Linked DNA regions of Sus scrofa: regions 1, 2, 4 and 5 are each linked to region 3. Evidence: chromatin contacts called from public HiChIP or PLAC-seq and promoter capture Hi-C data. All regions are on one chromosome and are shown on one strand. The core of a region is the stretch at or near the end of the contact, and the rest is flanking DNA. Distances in the headings are between cores, read along the strand shown. Region 1 holds the start of TUBB (tubulin beta class I). Region 2 holds the start of EHMT2 (euchromatic histone lysine methyltransferase 2). Region 3 holds the start of DDX39B (DExD-box helicase 39B). Region 4 holds the start of IER3 (radiation-inducible immediate-early gene IEX-1). Region 5 holds the start of GTF2H4 (general transcription factor IIH subunit 4).

Region 1 (2,700 bases), core at 153-2,652, 420 kb before region 3:
TAACTTGTTTAGGTTCCCACAGCTAATATTTAAAAGGTGGAGACAAATTGAAACAAGTTTTCCAATTGTAAATTCTTAACTTTCTCGCTGCCCTAAAACATAAACATTCTATTTTAAGTGAGTGGAGGGGGTCTTACACAACTTGATGTTCTTTTATTTAGAAGATGCCTGAGAAATTTGTGTTGAATCCAATGTGAATTAACAGTGATGATCTTGATATCACAAGTCCTTTATTACAGTGCTTACTGCACTCTATTGTTCATACACTTTTCACCAAATTGCAAGATCCTGGAAGACAAGGAGCTAATTTTTAATCATTTTTGTATCCCTAGTTCCTGATTTGGTGGACACTTAGTATCTATCAAGTGAAGAATTGAAGAATACCACTGAGAAGAATACCACTCAGACTTGAGCACATCCAGTTTTTTTCCCCATGACCCCCGCCCCCCCGCTCCTTTTATTTCAATTCTGAAGATCCTGGAAGGTTTCAAATGGTCAGCCTCCCAGTCAGTGAAATCAATGAAGTGAAAAAAACAGCGACTTCGAAGTGTCTAGGGAGGTAGGCTGGAAGACAATGAAATTCTATCAAGGATCTCACCCCACAGTTTTCGGCTTCACAAGAAGGCAAAGGGTTAAACGCTGCTCGAAGGCCCAGATCTCTCTCACCCCCCACCATGGACGGAGAGTTCTGGCATATCCGTTTCTCTAAACCAACTTATTCTTGAACACATCCTCTACACAATTACTCCTCTATCCCGCAAGGCCCTTGATACAATTTTGTTTCTCTTTCAATATCATCATTAAAAAACTCCCAAGGAAATAGCAAGAGGACAATCCCTTCCTTCTTCCTGAAGTATCTGGAGAAGGAGCGGCTTAGTGGAGTTCATGCTTTAGGTCACCGAAGGACCAGCTGTTAGATAGTAGTGCAGGGTGCCGCATTTCTCCCCAGTTTTCGCTGAGCTAAGCAGTCCAGTGTTCCCAAGAGCTACTGCAGCGTGGAGCTTTCAGGGCGTGCCCCTCCACCTCCCAATGTCTGGCACCCCAGGGTTCCCAATTCCTGTATCCCCGAAAACTACTCTCTTTTTGTTCCAAAAAAGTCAGGCATAGCGGGAAAAAACCCTTGCGCAAGGTTACTTTTCACAAAAACCAAACCAAACCAAACCCCCAAACCCAGTACCCACCCATTCGTCCTTTCATATTGCAGCGTGGACAACAATAGAGGACTACAACTCCCAGGGAGGACTGCGCTCGTCCACCTGAGCAGGGACCAATGGACGTCTGATACATGACAGGCACGAACTAATCAGGACCAGACTCTAAGAGGCTTTGTCTCCTCACGGTGGCGCGGGGCGAGTTCTCCCGCCTCCCGGCCCCCGCGCACGCGCGCCCCGCCCTGCCCGCCTTTCCTCCCGCGCCCTCCCCTCTCCTTTCTCCCTCTCAGAACCTTCCTGCCGCCGTGTTCGGACCTCGCTGCTCCAGCCTCCGGGGCCCGTCCCATCCTTCCAGCCTGCGACCGGGAGCAGAGAAAAACAAAATTACTTATCATTTTCTTGCCCCGTACACACCTTGAGGCGAGCAAAAAGATTAGAATAAATTTTAACAATGAGGGAAATCGTGCATATCCAGGCCGGTCAGTGTGGCAACCAGATCGGTGCCAAGGTAAGATTTTTTTGTTTAACCTCTTTAAACTATATTTCTTAGTGAGAAAGAAAAAAAAACCCAGGTAAATTAAAAAGAATGGTTGTGGAACATTTGCATTCTCCATCCGTAGTCAAGCCTTGCCCCCCAAAAGTTTTATATGTATAAAATACGCGTTTGTAGTTAGGGTCTGCTTTTGAAAAATGGGGAATTCTTTACTCGGCGGGTTCATTTTGGGGAAGCTGTTAAAAGCACCCTGTAGGTTTAGGAGGCGGGAAAACCGAGCTTCTGTAAAATTTTACTTAAAAGGGGATCTCCTAACGGTCCGAGGACTTGGGGAGCTCGAGGGAGATGCGGAAACGGCCGGAGACAAAGCGAGGCGAGGTTTTCCCCATGTGCATTCCCCTTGGCGGGGCTTTGTAGGGCTAAGCTGAAGGGGGAAGGGGCGAGGCTGGCGGGCAGCCGCAGATAGGTCGGATCCAGAGGTGGGGGAACGCGATGCACCAGAGTGGGCTGCAGTACTCGATATCCTTTGCAAAAGCTCAGGGGTCTCCGCGCGCCTGCAATCCCCAAGGGGTGATCGCTCAATTTTTCGTGCTGGAAGGCTAATACGTGCTGGATTAACTTTAGTTCCTTTCATTTACCCTAACGGAGACCCTTTTAGGGCGTGAACAGAAAAATGGGAAAGACGGTGTCCTTTCTTTAAAGGGTCCCTTAGAACTAAAGAGTAGGACAAAAGAAAATCCTCAAAGCAAAGGAGAAAAAAAGGGTAGAAATAAAATTCCGAGGCCAAGAGGGGGAGGGGTTTTTTCCTCTTTGCGCGCGGTTACAGTGTAGCGGGGGAGGGGCGGGGAGGAAGTGCGGCTGCAACGTTGTAGCAGAAGGGCGGGACCCGGGCGCCCCTAGCGCGCGGGGACAATACAGCCTGGCTGGCCGGCGGGGGGCGCACTAGTCCCGCCCAAGCCCCGCCCCTAGCGCTCAGGATTTGCGGTTCGCCCCCGCCCAAGCGCTGCGCCTCCCTTTGTCGGCGGCTTAACCTGCGCGTGCGCTGCCGTCACGTGC
Region 2 (2,700 bases), core at 112-2,611, 330 kb after region 3:
GGCTGTGGCTGGAGGGGGTTCAGGTATTGCTGCTGCTGCTGCCCCCTGGGCCCCCGGCATACTCAGCAGCCTCATAGCCAAACTCTGGACTGATGGGGGTGATTTTCCAGCCCCAGTCATTGACATTTTGGCTCGGCTGGGACAGGCACCCCCCTTGCTAGGGGAAGACGGGAATGACTTTGTGGCATGGCCTGGAAGACAGACAGGCAGGCAGGAAGCAAGATAAGAGGGAAGGCAGAACCTGAGAATACCTCACCTCACCCCCCTAGACTCCCTGGCCTCTCACCCAGCAGGATGCGTCCCCCATGGAGGTCCCCATCTCCCTCGAGATTCTCGGGTTCATCCCCAATGAGAGGTGTGGCCCCTATAGGAGTGTCAGCTCCCTCATCGCCGACGGTGACTGTGACAGAGGCTGGGGATGAGGGGCCAGCAGGTTCCAGGGAGTCAGGGTTGGCCTTGGGGAGGGCCTCCTCACTACGAGGGGTGTCCCCCAAAGAGCCATGAACTGTAAAGGAAAAAAAAAGTTCGGGCCAAGGGCTCAGGAGATCCCGTGTTGGGGGAGGTGAAAGTCTTAACTGGGCCCGTTTCTGCCGTACTCACCTCTCTCGGTAGCTCCTCTGGGCTCCTTCTCCAGCACCAGCGCCCCCATCTCAGCGGGGGCCTCCCCCTGGGAGGGGACACAAGGGATAGGAGGACTGGTCAGTCCGGTAGGAAGTTGGGGCGCCCAGGACGCTTGAGCCCTGGGAAGAGAGAGTAGGCTCCGGGGCCTACCTCTTCCTCTATGGGGGCCCCCCCTTCCGCGGCTTCGGCTGCCCGGAGGGGCCGCACGACCCCTCCCCCGGGCCCTCAGCAGCCCCCTCCCTCTGGGTAGACCCCGCATCTCAGGGGCCGAGAAGAGAGGAGGGGGAGGGGGCGGGGCCTCCGCGCCCCGGCCCCGCCCCCTCCTCCCGGCTGCACGCGCCGCTCCCCCTTTGTCCCCCAGGCCGCGGGGACCCCGGGCACCAACCCCTCCTGCGCCCGCTGCCCCCCAGCCCGGTGGACGGCCCCTCGTGCCCCTCGCGCGTGTTCCCGGGGCCCCGGCGCCCGCCGCCCACTCGGGGGCAGCCGGCGGCTGCATGCGCGCCTCCGTGCCCACTCCCCCCACCTCCCACCCCCTGGTCCCCTCATCCGCCCCCGGTGCTGGCCCTCCGGATTGCTGCAAGTCCCGCCCGGGCCCCCCGGCCCCGTTGCACCCCCGGAGCATTGCACGGGCGCGCGCTTCCCCCGGGCGCGCGCGCGGGCATGCACCCGCCTCTCCCCCTCCCCTTCCGCACCTCGGCGGCCGCCGCCGCTGCAGCTCCCGCCGCCGCCGCCATCGCCGCTTGCGCGGGGGGCCGAGCCGGCGCGCGGCCGCCCCGGGTCACGTGGGCGGGGGAGGGAGGGCTAGGAGGAGCCTTAAAGGAGCCACTACGCGCTTTCTGGCCATTCTCCCCGGAGAGCGGCCTCTGAAATGGCAGTGGCTGACCTAAGCTGGGGGCTGCCGGGGAAAATTCCTGCCATTCCTGGCCTCGGCTCAGCGGGGAACCGAAGGCGAGGCACGCCTAGGTCCAGGTGTGGCTTCTCCATCCCCGACCTGGTTTTAGGTAACAGAGCATCTGAGTCTCCCGGCTCCTGGCAGTGGCTGTATTTCCAATCCCACCCGCGTGTGCTTTTCCCGCTTCTGGTTGCTTTCTAGTTTCTAGGTCACTAGATAGAAGGCTCGGCCTCAATTTTGGCCTCGCTTCTCTAACAAGCAAGAAGGGGGCGATGGGGACACGCGAAGGACACCTGAAGGTCTCCTCTTGGCTGGTTCTAGCATACTGCTTTAATGTCCCCTGGAGCAGCGACCCCCTCTTGAAAACCTGGGGCTAAATGTCTCCTCTGTTTATGCCAGACATGTTAGGCCACCACATGCACTAGGGATTCAGGTAAGCCTCCAGAGTTGCGGGAGTCATTGCCGTCTGTTTAACAAGCATATCCAGGCAGGTATTGCGTGGGTCATAGCCCAGTCAACAGTACTAAGACATACAACTTTGATGGGTCTATTTGGGGTACCATCTCTTTAGATACTACATTATGGTCAAATTTTGGAAAATATCTGTATTTCACATGCAGTATTTGACTCAGGTAGGTGGTTGGGACATAGGGCACCTGAGGCCAATACAAGGCCTTCTGGGAGCTGTAGTCCTCTTTGGTTAAGAACTATTCCAGAGCTTTCTGGGAATTGTAGTCTTCTCCACACCCTAATCCAGTGATTTTTTTTTTGCCTTCCAGGCGACACGAAACTTTTTCCCAGACCCAAGATGCCCAAACTTAGGCTCCTGCTTACAATTTTGGCTGGGCACAGCGATCACACCTAGCGCCCCTCCCTAGCCCTGGTACCAGACTCAACTAGAGGGGCAGGTCAAGTGTTGACACCTCTGCCAAACAATCATGGAACCTTTGTGACATGAGGTATCCAGCAGGTGTTGAGGATGCAGAACTGGGGGTGTGGGTCCCTGGCTGGAGAATCCCACTTGTTACACTCCCCCTTCCCTTGTCAAGGTAGCTTCAGGCATGAGACCTGGATGAGTTGTGACCTCCAGGTACTTAGCAAATGGCATCAGAGTGTGAGGCGGTCTAGGGTCGGAGAGTCATTTACACACAGTTGCCAGACAGAGTATAAGAAAAAAAAAAGTTTTT
Region 3 (2,700 bases), core at 30-2,529:
CCCATGATTACTACAGAACATTCCCCACGGCTGTCAGTCAAGAATGAGAGGTCACCTTAGCAACAAGCACTGGTGGCTCTGAATGCATCATGGAGCTGACACAAACACCCTTCCCGAACACTGCAAACCAAAATGCCTCCTCCAGCACTTTCCCCAAGCATACCTGCCCAGTAACTGGCTCCAGCTGTTGCAGTGTAGCCAGCACAAACACCGCTGTCTTCCCCATGCCTGACTTGGCCTGGCATAGGACATCCATTCCCAGGATGGCCTGAGGGATGCATTCATGCTGAACTATAAGGAGGGGGGAAAAAGGATAATTAGACTTCAGTCTCCAGCTAACTTGGCCAGCTTTTTCACCATGCCAAACCCGTTTCTCTCTACTCAATTCTTAAATGGTTCTTGTCGATTTCCAGACCCTTTCTACCTCTGCTCCCTCGAGTAATCAAAGTAATCCCCAAATCAGACCTTCCCAGTTCCTTCTAACATTGGCCTCCTCCAGTTCCAGACCCCCACAGTCCTGCTAACAACCCTCTTGCACCTACCAATTGCTTGCCTTAGGTGCTCCTGACTCTGTCCGAATGTTTCTTAATCTGTAACAATCCATGACTTTTGAGTGCCTGCCACAGGCCATTTCTCCTACTTAGGCTGTCATGCTTTGGGTCACATAACCCTGCAACCTTGGACAAAATGAAGGACTTGGTACCTGACCCAAAGCCAGCCACCTTTAGACCAGCCATAACGGTTTCCAGAGACCAGAGCTGGCTTGGCTCAAGAGTCCAACCAGCTCCTCTCTGGAAATTTTAAATTAAAAGTCAAAGAAACAAAATTAAAAACAAGCAGACAAGGAGAAAAGCCAGTCACAAGATGAAAAACAGATCTCTATCTAAATTACTTTTACATCACTAGCACTTACTTGTCACCATGAATGAAAAACCAACCTATATATAACTCTTTCTACTGCTAAAACAGTTTTTGGTACTTCTTCCCTAATCTATCTTATATAATTCCGTATCACTAAAAGACCATAACCATGTTTCTCACATCCTTTAAAAGTCTGAGGAAAATTTACCTTCTGATGGATGCTCAAAGCCACAGTCAACAATGGCCCGGAGCAACTCTGGCTTGAGCAGGAAGTCACGAAAGCCAGAGCTGTGGATGGAGACATAGGAGCCCTTGACATCCTTCTTGGCAGGGGCCTCAGCCCCATCTCCCCCAGCTGCTGTCTCCACCTCATCGTCTTCATAATCCAAGAGCTCATTGTCCACATCGTTCTCTGCCATAACTGGGCCGGCAGGGGGAGAAGGGGAGGCGTCTCCGGCTGGGTTCACACAGAATAAGACAGGGGAGAGTGGAGGCTCGAGGAACAGGAGAGGAAAAGAAATACTAGTTTCTGACAGAAGAGCTAGGGAAAAAAACCAGAGAGAAGACTCATCAGTCATGAGCAGAGCCTTAGCCACCTCTTCCATCCCCACACTTTCCACTTTCCCTAAACTATGAAACATTGAAAGTAACAAAAAAACCCACAAGAATTAAAAGGGAAAAGCAAACGTAATACAGGGAATGAAAAAAGTGGTCCCAGAGGAGGTGATTAGGACACAGGTTCCCCAAAACCTCAGCTCAAAGAAGCAGAAACCCGGAAGTTGGAAGGGCAAGATCAGCTTACAAATCCCAGGTCTGTGACAGCAGCAAAGAAAGAAAGAAAGAAAAAAAAAAAAAAACCATGAAAAGCAGAACATAGATAATGACTTAAGAACGGAGAATGAAAACGACAAAATGACAGGCCCTCAAGATCTTGTGCTTTCCCTACGAAGTGTACAATCTCAACTTCTAATACAGCAGCCATCAGTCAAGGGTGATAGATAAAAGTCGTCACTGCGCAAAGCTCTCACTTTTCAAAATGAAAACATCATGTGGCTGCCACCCACCTCTCCCCAGCACTCCAGCCTCCCACTCCTCAGTAACCGCCTTCTGGCGTTTAAAGGCCTTGGGTAACTTATGGCGGGGGGAGGGGTCTAGAGAAATGCCAGACCGGGAAAAATTCATCTCCCCAACAAACAATGAATGAAAAGCAGGCCAATAACTAAGATGAATCCTCTTTCCAGTTAATAAGTAAAACCTTCGTCACCATTGCGTTACTCTTCAGGCCTCACCCCCTTTCCGAAAAACACATTGACACCATTCCTAAACAATTAAAACGCTCTAAATAATAGTGGGAAGGCCGAAATGAGAAAAGTTCAACTAGGCCCAGAAGCCGCCGATTCCCACTACCGCGAGCCGACAACGCAAAAATAAGCGGGAGGATGAAAAGAGCCCCGCCCTCCGCAAATGCCCAAGGCCAGAGGACGCCTAGCGTCACCTCTCATCGCCGCTGGGGCCTCCGATTAAGCAGGCGCCCACTGGAGGAGCGAAGAGTAAAGGAAACACAATGGCGCCAGGGCCACCATCTTGGACTTCCCCCCCTCCCCCGCGCGCCGCTTCCCTGCCTCCGCCCCCCCAACCTTCTTGCTCTTGAAAGGAATGTATGCGGTGGAAGTAACAACTCAATCAGACCCCGGCGACCAGACCGTAGCTTGTACAAGGGTTATCAGGAGCCCTGCGACGGGATGGCCGCAGAGAAACGCAGATGGAGTCGGATTGTGCTGAAAGCCAAACCTTACCTGAACAAGGCGAAGGCGTATGGCGGCGGCAACAGCGACGAAG
Region 4 (2,700 bases), core at 89-2,588, 400 kb before region 3:
AGTAAATCAAGTTTATTTGTGTTCACAGAACATACTGGGCGACCCCACAGCCGCCCTCTGACAGCCCACTCACCCCCGCAGCCACCCCTTGGGGGCAACTTCAAGGAGATCGAAGGCCAAGGACAATATTTCCACGGTCCCCCGAAGCCTCACATAGTAGAGCCGAGAGTTCAGATGCTGGAGGACCTAAAGTGTCACCCGCTAAACCTAGGACCCACCACCGTCTTCGATTCCCAGCCCGGACCCGAGTTTTCTCCATCCCTCTCCCACCCTCCCTCAGTTCTGGTGCTTGCCTCCACCAATCCCACAGAACTCAATAAATACCCAGAGATCTGCACTTGCAGCAGGGAGCACATCTCGCTCCGCAGCATAAGTTAAAATAAATATTAGGTGCCCCCCTCCATCACCTAGGGGGACATACATAAATACATATAAATATTATTAGGAGCAATGAGAAATAAATTAACAACAGTCTTCCTCCCCATCCGGCCCAGCCCCAGCGTGTCGGTGCCTGTCTCTCCCAGGCTCCCAGGGCGGGCGTCTCCGCTGTAGTGTTCTGAGTGTGAGTTGCCTCAGGAGTCCCAGTTTGGGATACGCTCTTGCGCACCAGGTACACCCGGTGTTTCCTTGTGTTTTCAGATTCTTTTGGGGGTGTGGGCAGTCAGGGTTAGAAAGCGGCTGGGTGTTGCTGGAGAAAAGTGCTGAGGTCCAAAGCGTAGTCCGAGGGCTCCGAGGTCAGATTAAGGGCTCAAGAACTGGGGGCGCAGCGGTGGGCGCGGGGGATGGGGCGCTGGGGGTGTCTTCAGGGGCCAGGGGTGCCGACACACCCTCTTCAGCCATCAGGATCTGACAGAAGACGATGGTAAGCAGGAGAAAGAGTAGCTTTTTGGCAGGGTTCGGATCCTCGACTGGCAGCTGGCGCCGGACCTGAGGGGAGATGACAAAAGGGGGTTAGGTCAGGGCCCCGGCATCCAGTGGTTTACCCTGCTCTTCCCCCGGGCTGTCCGCTTCGCCGACACTCACCACTCGTGGGTAGAGGACCCGACGGCTGCGCTTTCGGAGCCCGCGGGAGGCGCTGGGGCGCGCGGCGGGGGCCACCGCGGGCTCCGGGAGAGGATCGAAGGTGAATATCTCGGGACCAGAGCCTCGCCGGGGCACCGGGCTGGTGGAGGGGGCCGGGGTCGGGGCCCGCAGGATGGTCATGGTAGGGAGAGAGCTGCGAGAGTGACACATTGTGCGCCGAGCTGAACAGAAGGACGACTGGCCCCACAGCCCCGCCGCGCCAGTTATGTACTCGAGCATGGGCGGGCCCTTACTCAACTCCACCCGCGGCTGAGAGCGGTTGGCCGGGCGGCTGGAAATTCCGACGGTTAAGCAAAGGGAGGGGGTGGAGAGTTGGCCAGGGTCAAGGAAGGCCTCAAGTGTGTGTTGTGAGTTGTGAGTGGAGGCGGGTGAAATCCCGGGCTGTGGACACATGTGGGGACATGTAGCAGCTGGAGAGGTGCCCACAGACTGTTTGAGATGGTTCAGCCACAAGCCCCATCTCTGGGGAGGCAGGAAGGCTTAAATAAGGAAGTCTGGCCATTCTGCTACAATATTGACCCAACAAAAGAACCACAGTTACACATGCACATTCACACGTCTGTGGGGATTAAGAGGCAAGTCACTACAGAAATAGCCAAAAAGCCTAAGGGAAACCAATACACTGGCACACACACACCACACTGCAGAGGCAGAAAAATTTCTCCTTTGGCTGGTCTAATAATTAAATTGACATAGGATAGATTAACAAGAGAAAACAAATTTAATTGCATGCTTACAGGAGCCCATGAAGACTTGAGATTCAAAGGCAGTCATTCAGTTGAGGTTTATAAACCATCCAGAGCTAAGGAATGAGATAGGGACCTGGGGCTTGAAGGGGAGGTAGGTAATTCACAGGAGGATGTTTGCTAATTAGATGTTTGCCCTGCCAAGCAGGTAAATCTTGCAGATGAAAGCTATCTCTCCCTGGGTCAGGCCCCCTACTTAAGTTATTTAGGCAGTTAAGGGAGAGGTAAAAAGCTTTTCCAGAGTCTGTTGATCTTGATTGCCTTCTGCTCAAAATAATCCGCATGCTCCAAAGAGGCACATTTTGGGGTGACATATTCTGCTACCCTTCAATATACACACAACACACACACGCATACACAGAACAAAGGTGCAGACACCACACAGGGGCAACCCAGCAATGTGCACAAATGTTCATACATGGCTGGAGCAGAGGACACAAAATACAAAGGCAAGAAGTTAGTAGCCACCCGGATTTAAGTTTATGTGAGGAACATTTAAACTGCGAGACATTTTGCAAATGTGGTAATGACAATAACTCGAGAACTGACACATTTTCTTTAACTGCCTTAGAAATAGCTGTTCACGGACACAGAATATAACATCTTTTGAGCATTCATGGAGCCAGGCTTCCTGTTAAATGGTACTGTTGAGTACCAAGGGGAGTTTCCTCATGTGTGCTGGGGAGCCGGGCATGCCAGATGCCAGGAGAACTACTGTTCATGTCTGTCTAATCAATCAGGCGAGGCTTCAGGGAATAATGGCATTTGAAAGGACCTTGAACAGTGGGGGGGATACCACAGAGTCAGATGTGGAAGATGACTGAGAAAGAGAATGGAATCAGCAAAGGCCTTGAGCGGAAAAGTACAGGAT
Region 5 (2,700 bases), core at 126-2,625, 270 kb before region 3:
GCATTTATTAGGATCTTCTAACAGGGGGCGGGGGGGGGCGGGGAGGTGGATGGAAGCATGGAGGACGTGACAATTAAGATTTACTGAGTATTTACTTGCCAAGGAAGGCACACCGGATGGAGTTAACTCCTAATTCGAGAAAATGCTCTGGAAAGTGCATTATTCCAGTTTTACGAGGAGCAACTGAGCTCAAGGAACCCAGGTTTCTGCATCTCTGAACCTGAGCTCCTCACCACCCAGTGGTTTCCGCACCTCGGATAGGAAGACCTCGGGGAACTTCTATTCTCAGGGTCCCCACATGATCTCGGGTTGGTTAGACTCGCCGTTAGCCGAGTGGGTGGAGAGCGATGCGGAACGAACAGCCAGACCTCCGGAGCCTCCGGCTCTCTTACGTAAAAGCCAGCCTCTCTCCGCTTGGCTCCCCGCAGTGCCTTTTGGGAGTTGTAGTCGGACGCGCTTCAGCTGGCTCCCGGGCTGGGAAGGACAAGACTCCAATTCCCAGCATGCCCTGTGGCGAGCGAGTGCAGCGCCGGTTCTTCTCCTCCCTACCTCTCCACTCCTCTTCTGAATCCTCCACTCTGGACTTGCGTGGGTGAAATCCTTCGTCCCCCTCCCCATATTTTTCGCTCACTTTCCGCCATTCTTTCCCCTATTCCTGAGAGCTAATGCGAGACACTGGCTCCGATTAAGCGACGGCTTAAGACTCGGAGTGCACGAGGAGGGGGTCGACACTGAGTGGTAAGGGGGCTGGGAGAGAAGGGGTGGCGGGAGGTATAAGAAGGAGAGAGTTGATGAGAGACGAGCATTGGGAAGAAAGTAGGGGACGAGTTAGGAGGAGATCATACGGTGTGAGTCAGGGTGAATGGAGTGAAGTAGTCTTAGGGACGGGAAGAGGAAAGAGGTGGAATTAGATTTATGAGACTTGGAGGGGAAAGGTAATTATTGCCGTTCCCAGCACGAGGAGTGGGGTCAAGAAATAGATGGAGAGAATGGGCAGATTGAAGTTTATAGGCTGATCAGACCAGGAGAGGTCGAGGGGAGAGAGAACTGGGCTCAGAAAACTTTCTTTGCCTAGGGTGTAGATAAGTCACTGAAATACAAAATATTTTTGCAAATATGGAACAGCTGACAATTCTTTCACTTAGAAATTGGAGAAGACTTGAGTTGAGATCAGGAGTGCAGTGAGGAGGGAGGAAAGAAGAGGAGGGTGGTCAGGTTTGGGAGAAACAAGAGGAGATGAGTGACGTGAAAAAGGAAACTGTAGAAAAGATGAATTTTTGCAGGGGCCAGTGGATCTGGAATTGGAATGAGAACGGTGAGGGGGTGACACTGGCATGGATTTCGGAGGTCCACTAACACTTGCATCTCTCAGGTGATGGAGAGCACCCCTTCAAGGGGTGGACTGAATCGAGTACACCTACAATGCAGGAATCTGCAGGAATTCTTAGGGGGCCTGAGCCCTGTTGTATTGGACCGATTGTATGGGCACCCTGCCACCTGTTTGGCTGTCTTCAGGTGAGGACCCCGTTCATGGCAGGGACCATAGTAGGGAAATGTAATGAGGCCTGCAGACTGCAATAAGTTATCATGGGTAGAAGCTTAGCTCTGGGGGGCTTGGAGACTAAAATGTGTCAGGCCCAAACAGATGGAGATGTGGGGGCAGGAAGACTGGTAAAAGGGCCAGGGGTGAGATGAGATGTTTGAGAGGCATTTGAGGGCAGGGATGCAGATCTGAGGCAGTTTCTGATATTAACGTTTTCCCTCTGCCCCCTTATAGGGAGCTCCCATCTTTAGCTAAGAACTGGGTGATGCGGATGCTCTTTCTGGAGCAGCCTCTGCCACAAGCTGCCGTAGCCTTGTGGGTGAAGAAGGAATTCAGCAAGTGAGTCTCTGCTGCACTTTCAGCCAGATACAAATTTCTCAACAGCCAGGTTTCCCAAACTGCTGGAGTATATTCAAGGGAACACCACTAAACTTGTAATTAAACAAGTTTGGGAAACTACGCATACTCCATTTTGCCTCTTGGAGAGTTGTGATGTCTATAACAAGGTTCTGGTAGGTGCTGCAGTAAAGAAATTTGCCTTAAGAAGATACCAATTTCACTCTGTGAAACAGTGTTCCAAGGACCACCAGTTCAGAAAAGGCAGAAATGGTGGTCTTTATGGGCTTCCTTCCTTTTGTTCTCTGGACACTCCCCTCACCTCTCCTCTTCTGTTCCAGAGCCCAGGAGGAAAGCACGGGGCTGCTGAGCGGCCTCCGTATCTGGCACACCCAGCTGCTCCCTGGTGGCCTCCAGGGCCTCATCCTCAACCCCATCTTCCGCCAAAACCTCCGCATTGCCCTTCTGGGTGGGTATGTCACTTCCATCTTTTCCTAGGCCAGGCAGGGGAACTAGTGATTAAACTGCTCATTAAACTACTTATTAAGAGGCCCTGGGGGACCTCTCTGGAACCTTGTGGGCTCCACCTTTGGGAGCTCCTTTAGGAATAAGTTGGACCAGACTTTGCTACGTGGTATAGGATATGTCTCCCACTCGTGGCCCCTGGAGATGAGGGTAGAAAGAGGGAAGGGGGGTGGTGGGCAGGGAACACAGGCAGGGTTCCTTACTCTCGGCCGTACTGGCATAGGGGCAAGGCCTGGTCTGATGACACAAGTCAGCTGGGACCAGACAAGCATGCCCGGGATGTGCCCTCGCTTGAC

What was found. Promoter capture Hi-C pulls out the DNA fragments that hold promoters and counts their contacts. HiChIP or PLAC-seq counts read pairs in DNA pulled down with a chosen protein or histone mark.
Region 1: a contact with region 3 is called in a promoter capture Hi-C map of liver, with 2.5 times the contacts expected there. The contact joins the promoter of TUBB here to the promoter of DDX39B in region 3. A contact is called at or near these places in 1 of 5 promoter capture datasets (liver) and 1 of 47 Hi-C or Micro-C datasets (alveolar macrophages).
Region 2: a contact with region 3 is called in a promoter capture Hi-C map of liver, with 4 times the contacts expected there. The contact joins the promoter of EHMT2 here to the promoter of DDX39B in region 3. A contact is called at or near these places in 1 of 5 promoter capture datasets (liver) and 1 of 2 datasets of contacts at active chromatin or transcription factors (alveolar macrophages).
Region 4: a contact with region 3 is called in an H3K27ac HiChIP or PLAC-seq map of alveolar macrophages. The contact joins the promoter of IER3 here to the promoter of DDX39B in region 3. A contact is called at or near these places in 1 of 47 Hi-C or Micro-C datasets (alveolar macrophages) and 2 of 2 datasets of contacts at active chromatin or transcription factors (alveolar macrophages and skeletal muscle).
Region 5: a promoter capture Hi-C map of liver shows a contact between it and region 3, with 8 times the contacts expected there. The contact joins the promoter of GTF2H4 here to the promoter of DDX39B in region 3. A contact is called at or near these places in 2 of 5 promoter capture datasets (fetal skeletal muscle and liver), 5 of 47 Hi-C or Micro-C datasets (embryonic fibroblasts, fetal heart ventricle and liver) and 1 of 2 datasets of contacts at active chromatin or transcription factors (alveolar macrophages).

The regions. Positions count from the first base shown.
Region 1 is chr7:23,246,425-23,249,124 of Sscrofa11.1, forward strand. It overlaps TUBB (tubulin beta class I), which reads left to right and starts at 1,403. Exons shown (of 4, transcript NM_001044612.1): 1 at 1,403-1,659. The coding sequence starts at 1,603. It also overlaps a transcript of MDC1 not described here.
Region 2 is chr7:23,991,312-23,994,011 of Sscrofa11.1, forward strand. EHMT2 (euchromatic histone lysine methyltransferase 2) reads right to left here and starts at 1,362. Exons shown (of 29, transcript NM_001101823.1): 1 at 1,314-1,362; 2 at 601-667; 3 at 287-505; 4 at 1-191. The coding sequence starts at 1,355. It also overlaps a transcript of ZBTB12 not described here.
Region 3 is chr7:23,666,338-23,669,037 of Sscrofa11.1, forward strand. DDX39B (DExD-box helicase 39B) reads right to left here and starts at 1,280. Exons shown (of 10, transcript NM_001005157.1): 1 at 1,070-1,280; 2 at 164-291. The coding sequence starts at 1,280.
Region 4 is chr7:23,265,567-23,268,266 of Sscrofa11.1, forward strand. It overlaps IER3 (radiation-inducible immediate-early gene IEX-1), which reads right to left and starts at 1,339. Exons shown (of 2, transcript XM_001927551.4): 1 at 1,024-1,339; 2 at 1-927. The coding sequence starts at 1,302. The coding sequence ends at 736.
Region 5 is chr7:23,397,930-23,400,629 of Sscrofa11.1, forward strand. It overlaps GTF2H4 (general transcription factor IIH subunit 4), which reads left to right and starts at 1,376. Exons shown (of 13, transcript NM_001123120.1): 1 at 1,376-1,515; 2 at 1,778-1,882; 3 at 2,221-2,352; 4 at 2,628-2,700. The coding sequence starts at 1,376.